Linked DNA regions of Ovis aries: region 1 is linked to region 2. Evidence: chromatin contacts called from public Hi-C data. All regions are on one chromosome and are shown on one strand. Each heading gives the region's core, a stretch centred on a gene start, on an enhancer-like site or on the middle of the called end of the contact. The rest is flanking DNA. Distances are from core to core; before and after follow the strand shown.

What was found. Hi-C and Micro-C count contacts between places; a contact is called where the count stands out from the background.
Region 1: a contact with region 2 is called in a Hi-C map of hypothalamus, with 2.5 times the contacts expected there. The contact joins the promoter of DPF3 here to the enhancer-like site in region 2. A contact is called at or near these places in 4 of 16 Hi-C or Micro-C datasets (hypothalamus, muscle, omental adipose tissue and 1 more).

Annotation. Positions count from the first base shown.
Region 1 is chr7:82,486,876-82,491,973 of ARS-UI_Ramb_v3.0, reverse strand. DPF3 (double PHD fingers 3) reads left to right here and starts at 1,327. Exons shown (of 11, transcript XM_012181974.4): 1 at 1,327-1,371. The coding sequence starts at 1,340.
Region 2 is chr7:82,203,502-82,208,401 of ARS-UI_Ramb_v3.0, reverse strand. DPF3 (double PHD fingers 3) reads left to right here. Exons shown (of 11, transcript XM_012181974.4): 11 at 1-4,900. Among named protein-coding and RNA genes, the nearest start is that of DPF3, 280 kb to the left of the region's middle. Within about 2 kb of position 1,656, at least 18 of the 54 cell types and tissues checked have an H3K27ac peak or open chromatin away from gene starts, as enhancers often do. A contact at or near this core is called in hypothalamus and muscle, where this site is marked.

The sequences.
Region 1 (5,098 bases), core at 78-2,577, 280 kb before region 2:
GAGCAGCTTTGAGAAAGGAAGTGAGAGGGCACAGTTTTGAAAACCTGGCAATTTGGCATCTCCTCTCCCCTTTTTTCACCCCTCCCCCACTATTTTAGCTATTTGACCCGATTAAACAACTTTGGGACGGGAGCCAGATTTCTGTATGCTAACGAGGCCGCTATTCATGCTTTAGTGCGATTTCATCCCCCCAGAGCTTCCAGGCTGCCCAGTGGAAGCTTGGCTTCGCAGAAGTCTTCTGATTTTGTCGGGGGTTCACCAGTGAGTAGTTCGCACTGGCTTGAAGCAGACAGAGACTCTCTGAACGCCTCGGGTCACATCGGATTATTCATTAGCAAAGTCTTTTCACCTTCTATCTAATCAGCTTAAGGTGACTCCAGAATCGGGTGTGCTACTCCCCGAAAGAGACCCTGGCAACATCCAGCCTAGGTTCCACAACTTTTGGCTGGTTACTCGCTTTCCTGGGAGCAAAAAGTTTGCAAAGTTCCTTTAAATCTCCTCTTCCCTAAGCCTAAAGGTCAAGGTGCCAGGGCCCAGTTAGCTCCCAAGTCAGCTGGAATCTGACCATTTCAGAAGTTTCTGGTGTGTGTGAGAAGAGAAGAGGGGGTAGTCGGGATCCGTCAGAGTGACCACCTCGCATTACGTAACGAAAGCCCAGGGAGCGAGCTTGACATCAAGACATTCCAGGGGGAGGGGAGCTGCTGTCCTGGAGTCTCCAGGAACGGCGGCGGCATTTCAAGAAGCCAAGAAGGGAAGGTGCCCGAGATAAAGACAACACTTCGGGAAGGAGAATATAAAACAGCCGCAAGACTCAGAGGATTAGCAAACGACAGGACACGTGTTAGACGAAACGGCAGCCTTTCAACTTTTGCATGGGAACAAGGGGATTTGCCGTTTGGGGGATTTAGGAACGTAACAGCAAAGCCAAAAGCTAATGAATGGAGTTCAGCGGTTTGTTGGCAATACTTAAATGTTTCTATCCAGTACTTAAATATTTTCGTCCAGGAGCGCAACTCTCTGCAGTTATTTAGAAAGTAGGGATTCAAATCAAACTAAGATACTTCTCCGTGCGTCTCCACTTTCCCCAATCCGAAAAGGAGCTGCTCGCGCGGTACTGCCCCTTTAAGACCTGCTTGCTCTCGGGCTCTACAAAAGGGAGTGACCTCTGGGCTTTGACAGCTCCCCTAATAACTACCACCGTGCAGGCTCCACCCACTTGGCGACCAGCCGCGCCGATTGGCCGGCGGGCCGGTATCCCGTACTCTGATTGGCTCTCCGCTTCCCCTGAGCGAACCTTTAGAACTCTGAGACAGACAATATTCTGTTACATTGTAGCAAAATGGCGACTGTCATTCACAACCCCCTGAAAGCGTAAGTAAGACTAAAAAATGTACATATTCCGCGTGGTTTCAATATGAAAAAAAAGGCGCCTTCTGCGTGCGGAGCGCTGCCAATGCACAGCGCTTACAGGCACCTACAGCCGTGGCGGGGCTTCTCTCTTTTCTTTCAGCTCTTACTTCTTCATCTTTTTTTTTTTTTTTTCCTAAACCCCAGCGCGCAGAAATGTCAGGAGATGCAATTAACAAGGAGAAAATTGTTACATTTGTGTTCTTTTAAATTGGCGGACCGAGAAGAGAGGGGTTGTCGGTAGGGGAGCCAGGCGCTCGCGAGCTCTACAGCTAGGGGATCGTGGGCAGCTCGGGGACAGCACGGTCCCCTGAGTCTCCCCGGCTTCGCGGGGCGGGGAGCGCGGCGCGCGGCGCGGGGGTGGCGGGGCCGGCCCTGCTGGGGGCTAGCGCTGGACTCTGGGGCCGCCTTGGGCGCACTTGGCTGAGCCCCGCGCCTCCGGAGCCCGCGGCCCCCCGCCCGGCTGCTAGGTCCTCCGGGGCGACCGGACCGCGGCAGCTCTGGAGTTTGCAGGGCGCTCTCTGCCTTCCGATCGCTTGCGGGGAGTTTGTGCAAACCTTCCGGAGTTGGGAGCACCGCAGGGGGGAGCAGCGGGTCCCGGGAGCCCTGGGGCCCAGGTGGTTGCCCGGGGCTTTCCTGCCGGGGCAGCCCCCGGGAACGTGACGGCGCTTCGGGCGGTCGCCGGTGTGTCTACGGGTGTGTTTGTCCGGGAATGGGCTGTAGTAAATGAACGACTCGGGTTAACTTGGGGTTGATTTGGAGACAGGGAAGAGCTGCAGGTCTCATAAATGGTGTTATCGGCTCCTGCGGGTAAATAGCCAAGGCGAGCGAGAGGCAGCTTACTGGGGAGCTCGCCGCCCGAGCCGGCAGCGTCTGCTCACGGCCAGAGCGAGGGGCAGGTGCCTCTGGCCGCCGCCGGGAGACTTTGAGCGGACGCCCAGATCCGGGACGGAGGGGGGCGGGCTGGGCGAGGACACGCAGGGGCCAGCCCCGGGTCCCACAGCCAATTCCTGCCCGCCTTCCTCCCCCACTCCTTTTTATCCTGGCTTCCTTCCTTCCTTCCTTCCAGTCGGTGGAACTGTTAAGCCGCCAAGTCCGCTCGCGATCGCGGAGCCGGGGGTGGTTCGGAAACTAGCATCGCTCTAACAGGGGTGCTACTGGCAGTGATGTTGGCAGAGGGGCGCTCCCTCGGATCGCGGCGCGACGTGGGTGGGTGGCTGGGTGGGGGGTTTGTGCGCCTGGGATTAGGACTTCGCAGCTGGGCTGGAAGCCGCGGGCGAGAGGAGAGAGGGAGGTGCGGGTGTGTGTGTCGGGGGCGGGGGGGGGGCGTTTCGTGCCGGATTCTCTACGGTGCGTGGCTGATGCCCACTCTGGTTCTTTCAACTCAGCGCCTCCGCGTCCGCACCCGCGGCTCCCCTAGGAGTTGAAAGCCAGGTTCGCACGCGGGGTGGGAGGAGGGCAGCGGGGGTGGGGGGGGGGGGTGGGTCTTAACGCCAAGGAAAGCGCCGAGAAAATGGGAAGTGTTTGCACCAGCTATTTCCTATCGGTAATAGGGGAAAAGGGTAGGAATGTCCCAGATTTTGGAGTTTTACATACACACACACACACACACACACACACACACACACACACACACGCGCACACACACACGAACGCTGCTAAGAGGACGTTGGAAGCTGGGGCTGATTAGAGAGCAGCTCCCGGCTTCAGTTCTCGCTCGGAAGCTCCGACACACTGCACTTGAACGCCACAGTGTTTCACCCAAGAAAACAAATGTTTTATGGCAGAATAAATGGGCGTAACTTCGCGGCATCCCCTCTCTTCGTCGCTCTCGCTAGCCACATCGCTGATGCTGTGAGTTTTTAACCGAGCCCACAGCTGATTTGCAGTTTTCACATTTCCAGCCGAAAACGCATAGCGGGGCTGATGCCTCCTGGTAAACTCAAGTTAGAGAAATCTATTTCGCCTGTGCGCCAGGTTTGTTTCCTGTTGGGAAAGCGGTACCCTCGTTACCGTGGAACCCGCTTACGCGCGGGCGGGCGCAATATCTCTGTACTCATTCCTGCCCGCTCCAGTTTTTTGTTTCTGTTTATTTTGGACCGCTGAAGGATGCGTTTTGCGGGGAGGGTGTATATGTGGGGTGGGGTTAGAAGTGCGGAAAGGGACAGAGTCGCGGGCTGGTTATTGGAATTAGTTCTGAATTATTACACTTGTACTTTGTAAATTAGAAACAGTTGCAATGTGATGTATTTGTAATTCCGTGTCGACACACACACACACACACACACACACACACACACACACTAGCATACACACGACACTCCAGTCGGCTTTTTCTAGGTGGCAGTTGAATGGTCATTTATAATTAGCCGCTCATTTTTTGCATCCAGATTCCTTTCCCTGGGGATAAGTGGGTGTAAACAATACCACCAACCAGCCGAGCCTCCTGCGCCCTAGACAGTTTTAAAACTCCTAACACAGGAGCATGCACGACGTTACGGGGAGACCTACATCATCTGCCTTTATTTTGAAAAACAACTTGTTTAATAGAACATCTTATATGTTTCATTTGTTTTTAGAAGTTGCTGATCAGGAAACAATACACACGTGAATAAATTATGCATGGGATAAATTAGAACAAAGCGCAGAGGCACATCAAGCGGAAGGGATGGATGGTGGTGCTGGGAGGAGGGGAGCAGTGAGAAAGGTTTGGAGAGCTACGTTTTTATCCTCCTGTGTCCCTCCTGACAATGAAACGGAGCTGAACAGCATTAGCATTTTCTGTCTGCGTTCAGAGTCTTTTTCTTCCTTCCCTTGAAAAAAAAAAGCCAACACCAAGGACGCCCCCTATAGAAACTGGTCACACAAAGGTTTCCTCTAGGACTGGGGGATAAAGTGGCAGTAGGTAATGTTCTGGAAGAAACGAGCAACACCTCTTTAGGGCTCTGCCTAAGCTGCGTAGGGACCATTTTTCATTATACCAGCTTTTTCCACGTGAAACATTCAGTAATTCAATAGCTTGAATAATATTGGACGGCACAGTTTGAATCTCATTGCTTTGGGGTCTTCTGTTGGGCCCCAAGCTCCTGGAGTCACATCTCCTCTCTCAGCAGTTCAGCTTTCTTCTTGCCTGTCTTTGATCTCCCTTCAACTCCCTTTCTTATTCCTCCTCCTTGTACCCTTCAGCCCCTTCCTCTCTGAAGTTGACAGCCTGGCTTCTCTGTCTGTTGTCGCCTTTAACATCTTATTACTGCCCAACAGGGTGTTAGAGGCAGAAACAGGAGCCGCCTGGACTGATCAGATCACAAAGGGAACGCAGCAGGTGGGCCCACAACCAAGCAGTCACATCTGGGCAGATAGAATATGAAAGCATCGATGGACATGTATGATGTGTAAATAGGTATTGCACATTATTTAATTTAGCAGCTACATTGTCTGAGCCTAGATGTGTGAGTCATCCTTATTTCTTACATGGACAAGCAAGATAAGGGCCGTGTAGGGAAGTAAATACATGTAGGTAACATAAATATGGATTTGATAATCCATTTGTCTATGTGTAAGTCTGCCACATCACCTATCATATTCTGGTTGATTGCTACATACCTAGGGAACATAGTGCCCTTTTTTATTTTTGCTCTGCTATATTCTTAAAAAAATTAAAAAAAAATTTTTATGTTGGGGTATAGTTGAT
Region 2 (4,900 bases), core at 407-2,906:
AAGAAATCCTGCACCTAAATAACTAGAAGGCATGGGAAGAAAGAGTTGTTATAACTCATTGTTTTCTCCCTAAAGGCCTAAGATCCTGGTAATGAGTTTTTGTTTGTTTGTTTGTTTATTTCCCTAAAGGCCCAACCTCTGTCAGTTCTGGACACCAAGACGACTCTACCTTTTTCGAGACCCCCCCGGCCTCTGGCGCCCTGGGTTGGGGGTGGGGCGCTTCAGAGACCAAAGCAGGCAGGAGTGATGCCCTTCACCCAGATGGAGGTGGGAGGTACAGTGGGTCTCCTGGTTGACCGCTGTGAATTTTCCCAAAGCCACAGAAAAAGCGTCCTCTGATACTCGTTAGTGAGATGAGCTGCTGAGGTCCTCCTGGTCTGGATGGAAGGTGGGGGCGTGGTGGAGAAAGCGGTGGTGGCAAAGGCCAGGCTGGGTCACCACCTGCTGCCCTGGGAGTGGAGGACTGCCAGGCGCTGCCTCTAGAGGCATCAGGCCCAGGAGGCCCTCCCTGACCTGGTCCCCAAGCCCAGCTGGGCAGCAGCTGGGACCCCAAGAAAGCGGGCACCTGGCTGGTCCTCCCCACTGCCCAGCAAGCTGGATGGGGTTCCTCTTCCTCCTGTTGTCTGCTTCCCCTTTTGAGAATCTTACTCCCATCCCCAAAAGGATGCTTTTGGTTTCCCAGTTAGCCCAGTTTCCCCTGGACACCAGGTGGGTCGGGAAGAGGGTGGAAGCACAGATGCTTTCGTTTGCCTCAGGCCTTCAGGTCTTCCCACCCAGCCCCATGGCTCTGCGGGTTCCTTAGGTCTAACTGGTCAGTGGTCAGAGGCGGGGCTCTGCAGCTATCAGGGGGGTTATGACACCCCGCTTCCCCCCTCCCCCAGTTCCTGAACATTCCCAGAGCTTGGGGATCTGATCTCAATTCTCCACGGCCACCAGCCCCTGGTGTAGAAAGAGCAGAGCAGGTGGGTTAGTTCAGGGCCTTCCAGGGAGCTCGAGGGGGCTTTGACTGTGGGGAGCTGGGTCCTTTCTAGGGAGGCGGGACAGCTGAGGTAATTGTTCTGGGAGGGAGGCCAAAGGGACAGGAAGCTGTCCTTGGGTGCCGCCTGCCCGGGTGCCCTGGCTGCGGGAGCAGGGCTGGCCGGCTTTTGAGCATCTCAGCAGCTGCTCAGGGCAGGGCGTGGCTGCAGGGCGCCCTCCCCAGGCTGCTGGGAGGAGAGGCCACAGGAAGCACCTCCAGGAAACTGTCAGGGGGAGGGTCGTGGTTTCCCAGAAGGAACAGAGGCCCCCTGTGTGCAGGGAAAGCTTCGGAAGGGGGCGGGATCCCAGAGGAGGCACCCTCTGGGCTCTCAGGGGGCCCTGCCCGTGTCCCCTCAGATGGCTGAGACCTGAGGTAACTCCCCAGGGTCCTGGGTGGGAGGCTTTGGGGGGGCTCAGAACGGGGGTCAGAGGGCCCAGGAACACCCTTGGTCATGGCCTCTGTTCCCAACTGCCTCCCTCTCTTCACCCCAGTGCTTTGAAAGAGAGGCATTGCAGGCCTTCCCCCTCTTTGGCCCCACCAAGAGAAGGAAGCATTTGTGCTGATGGTGACATTTCCCAGGCAGGCCAGAGGAAGGCAGGGACCGGGACTGGCCGGCAGCCAGAACCCTCTTCGGCAGAGATATAATGACTAATCATGACCTCTAGCCCAGGCAGCGAGCAAAGCAGCCATTCAGGACGGCACCAACCCAGTATGGCAAAAAAAAAAAAAAAAAAAAAAAAATGCTGCTGTGGTGGGGAAGAGAGAGGGTAAGCAGTCACTATAGGAAATGGGGGGGGGTGAGCCCCCAAGATCTCTGTTCTCCCTCAACAACACCCCCCAAGTCTCCAGGTTGTATTCATATAGATTGCATCCTGTTTGCTTGACTCTCTGCATCTCTATAATTCCTATCAATGTTATTAGTGTGGATGGTGAGAACACAGATGCATACACACACACACACACACACACACACACGCACACCTGTGGCTTAGGGAACCAAAGCAAACCTTTGTGTTGCTCCAGAATGAGAAGGAGAACCTGCTGGTAACCAGAAGCCACCAGACCAGATGCTTTCTTTCCCTGAGTTTCCTGCCAGGCCAGCTCCCCCAGCTTCCAGCCCCTGCACGACCACAGGGAGCTGGAAAGGAATCCTTGTGCTTGGAAAGTCATTGGCCGTGAGGATTCTCTCATCCCTCTCCTCTGCTTCCTTGGGGGAGATGTTTGGCAATAGTTGGGGATCTGGAAAAAAGTCTTGATTCTGCTTTCTGTTGAAGGGATGCAAAGATTTTCTGGGTAGCACTGGGGTTGTGGTTTTGTTGACTTTGCCCTTTTATGATCATTCCCCACCACGACATGGGTTCTCCTCTTACTTAGTGAGCCTTCTCCCTTCCCGCACCTTCCCTCCCTTCCCTCCTGCCAGGCTGGATGCTGCAGGATGGGGTGGTAGTGGAAAGAAACAGTAGCACAAAAGAAAAGGAAAACACTTTCTCCCTGCACGTTTTCACCATGTAGTTGAAGGCCTAAATTAGGTACTGGAGGAAAAATAAGGGAAAACACAGACATGTGAATGAGAGCATGAAAACATAGAACAGTCATCCCCGAGCAGAGGGGGTGGGGGCAGGTGGCTGGAGAGAGGCGGGGTAGGGAGGCAGGGTCCTGGCTCATCGATGCATCCGGCCCATGTGGCATTTGGGAAGGCAGAGTCACGCTTTGGCAAGAGATGCTCAGATGCTTGGGGGGCACTCGTGCCCTGGACCAGGGAAGAGTATGTGTCGATCCTCGTGCTCACCTTTGCCCACTCTGGGCATCTTTCCTCCAGAGGAGCATGAACACATTTCCTGCCTGCCATGAAGGACTGCTGGGCAGGCTGGTACGGGCCAAAACACTTGGTGGGGTGTGTACTGCAGGCCTGGCATTGTGCCAGATACCGCAGGGTCTGGAGGAATAAAGTACATCCTGGCCCAAACTGTCAGTTGCTTTTCAGCCTTAAAATTCCACTCCCTCAAGGCACCCTGATCACATGTCAGGTGGCGTGCCATCAGAGGAGGTATGCGTGTGTTTGGGTCTCTCTGTTTAGGACACATGTTGGTCAGTAGAAGATGAGCAGGCCTAGGCGTCCTGTTATTCTCACCCTCTGGGGCTGGGGGAAAGGAGTGCAGTTGACATCAGCCTGGTTGCTTTTAAGTCTCCCAAGCACTGGCTGCCCTGGGAAGACGAGCGTCCTTAACAGGAACGGGAGTGAGATGATGTGTCACCAGCTAGAGGGGCTCAGAGCCTGGGCCTCCAGAAGTTGCCTTTGGGCCACTGGGTGATGGGCAGGCAGGTGCAACTGGCAGGGCCTGATCAGAGGTCAAAACGGACCCTCACAATGGCCTTGTCCAGTCCCCACTGGAGGAAGCAGAGATGAAGAGTGGTGGGATGCAAGCGTCATGCATGGGTTGGGTGGACTCCCACGGAGACCCCAGCCAGGCTGTTCCAGCTGCACAGCGTTTCTGGCTTGCAGGTGGTGGGGAGGGCATGTCAAAGGTGTTTTCAGTAAACCTTCTCTGTCCTCCTTTGGCCAAGTGCTCGTCAGATCTGAGCTTCATGCTCCACTAGATTCCCACTGTCTGACAGCATCAGCAATTGGCTATTTGCTCCAGCTCAACCTTCCTCTACACATGTCACAGACAGATTCCAGGTTCTAGCTATTCCCTGAAGAAGCTGCCCCAAACTGGCTTTAAGGCTGAGCACCTGGACTAAGGGGAAAGCTCGTATCTGCCCCTGTGTTGGTGTCAGCTCAGAGTTGGCCTAAAGCAACCTTCACTTCCTCTGCTGGGCAGGTTCTGGGAAATGCTCTTCCCTGGACAGCACTGGCTCCCAGAAGGTGGTTTTGGTGATCTCTGTGGAGAGTCAGGGACACAAGGCTTTCATGATGCTTGGCTGGGGGTCTGGTTTTAAAGGGCTTGAGAACCCGAAGTGCATTCTGGGGTTTGATCTACCCATCCGTTTGAAAGCCTTTGGGCAAGGCTCTTCCGACTGACCCAGTTTCAGCAGTCTCTTGTGCCGGCAGGAGGAGAGAGAGGAAGGCCATCTGACTTGGATCCCATCCAGGCCAGACCGGCAGCACCTCCCCCAGGCAACCAGCCTCAGACTCTGAGCCCACAACCCACCTTCTCCCCTACCCCCAGCTCCATGAAAGGTGGACGCTGCTGGCCCAGTGGGCTGAGCCCTGAGATGGTCTTCCCTCCTCTTCTACTCAAGTCTACTCAGGCTGAGAATACAGTCTGCTCAGACCCCTTCCCAGCCTGAGGGTGACCCGCTGGACCAACTAGGAAGTGGAGATCTGGGGGAGGGACTGTCCCATCCACATCACACAGTCCACTGGATCAAGTCACAACAAGTCCTCAGTTGGGTCTGCATCTCCCTTTCCAAATGTGTTTAGACCGAGGGCAGTTTTAAAGCCCAGTTTTGATGACATTCCCCTTTGAGAGCCAAGAAACGGAACATCTCTGCCAGGAAACTGAGATAAATTGATTTTCTTCTAGCTGCCTGAAGTCCCACTGTGTTTCTCCTCAGAGAGAGGCTGATTGTGGCAGCTTTGATGTCTTCCTGGGATTCCTCTGGATGAGCTGTGGCCCCAGGGATAGGAAGGCTGAAAGGGGTCCCACAGGAGGGGATGCTGGACCCAGCGTCGTGGGAGGAGACTCAGGCCTGTGCTGGCTCTGGTTAAGAAGAGAGCCTGAGGAGCCTGGAAAGGGGTTCCTTGAGCTTTCGCACTGCCTGACCCAGCTGGTGAAGAGACCTTGGTGCCTCACAGCTTCAGGAATTTACCATCCTCAGATTGCTTTGCGCTGTGGTTGGAAAGGTGGCCCCTGGAGATGTTCCAATGATCTCCAATTG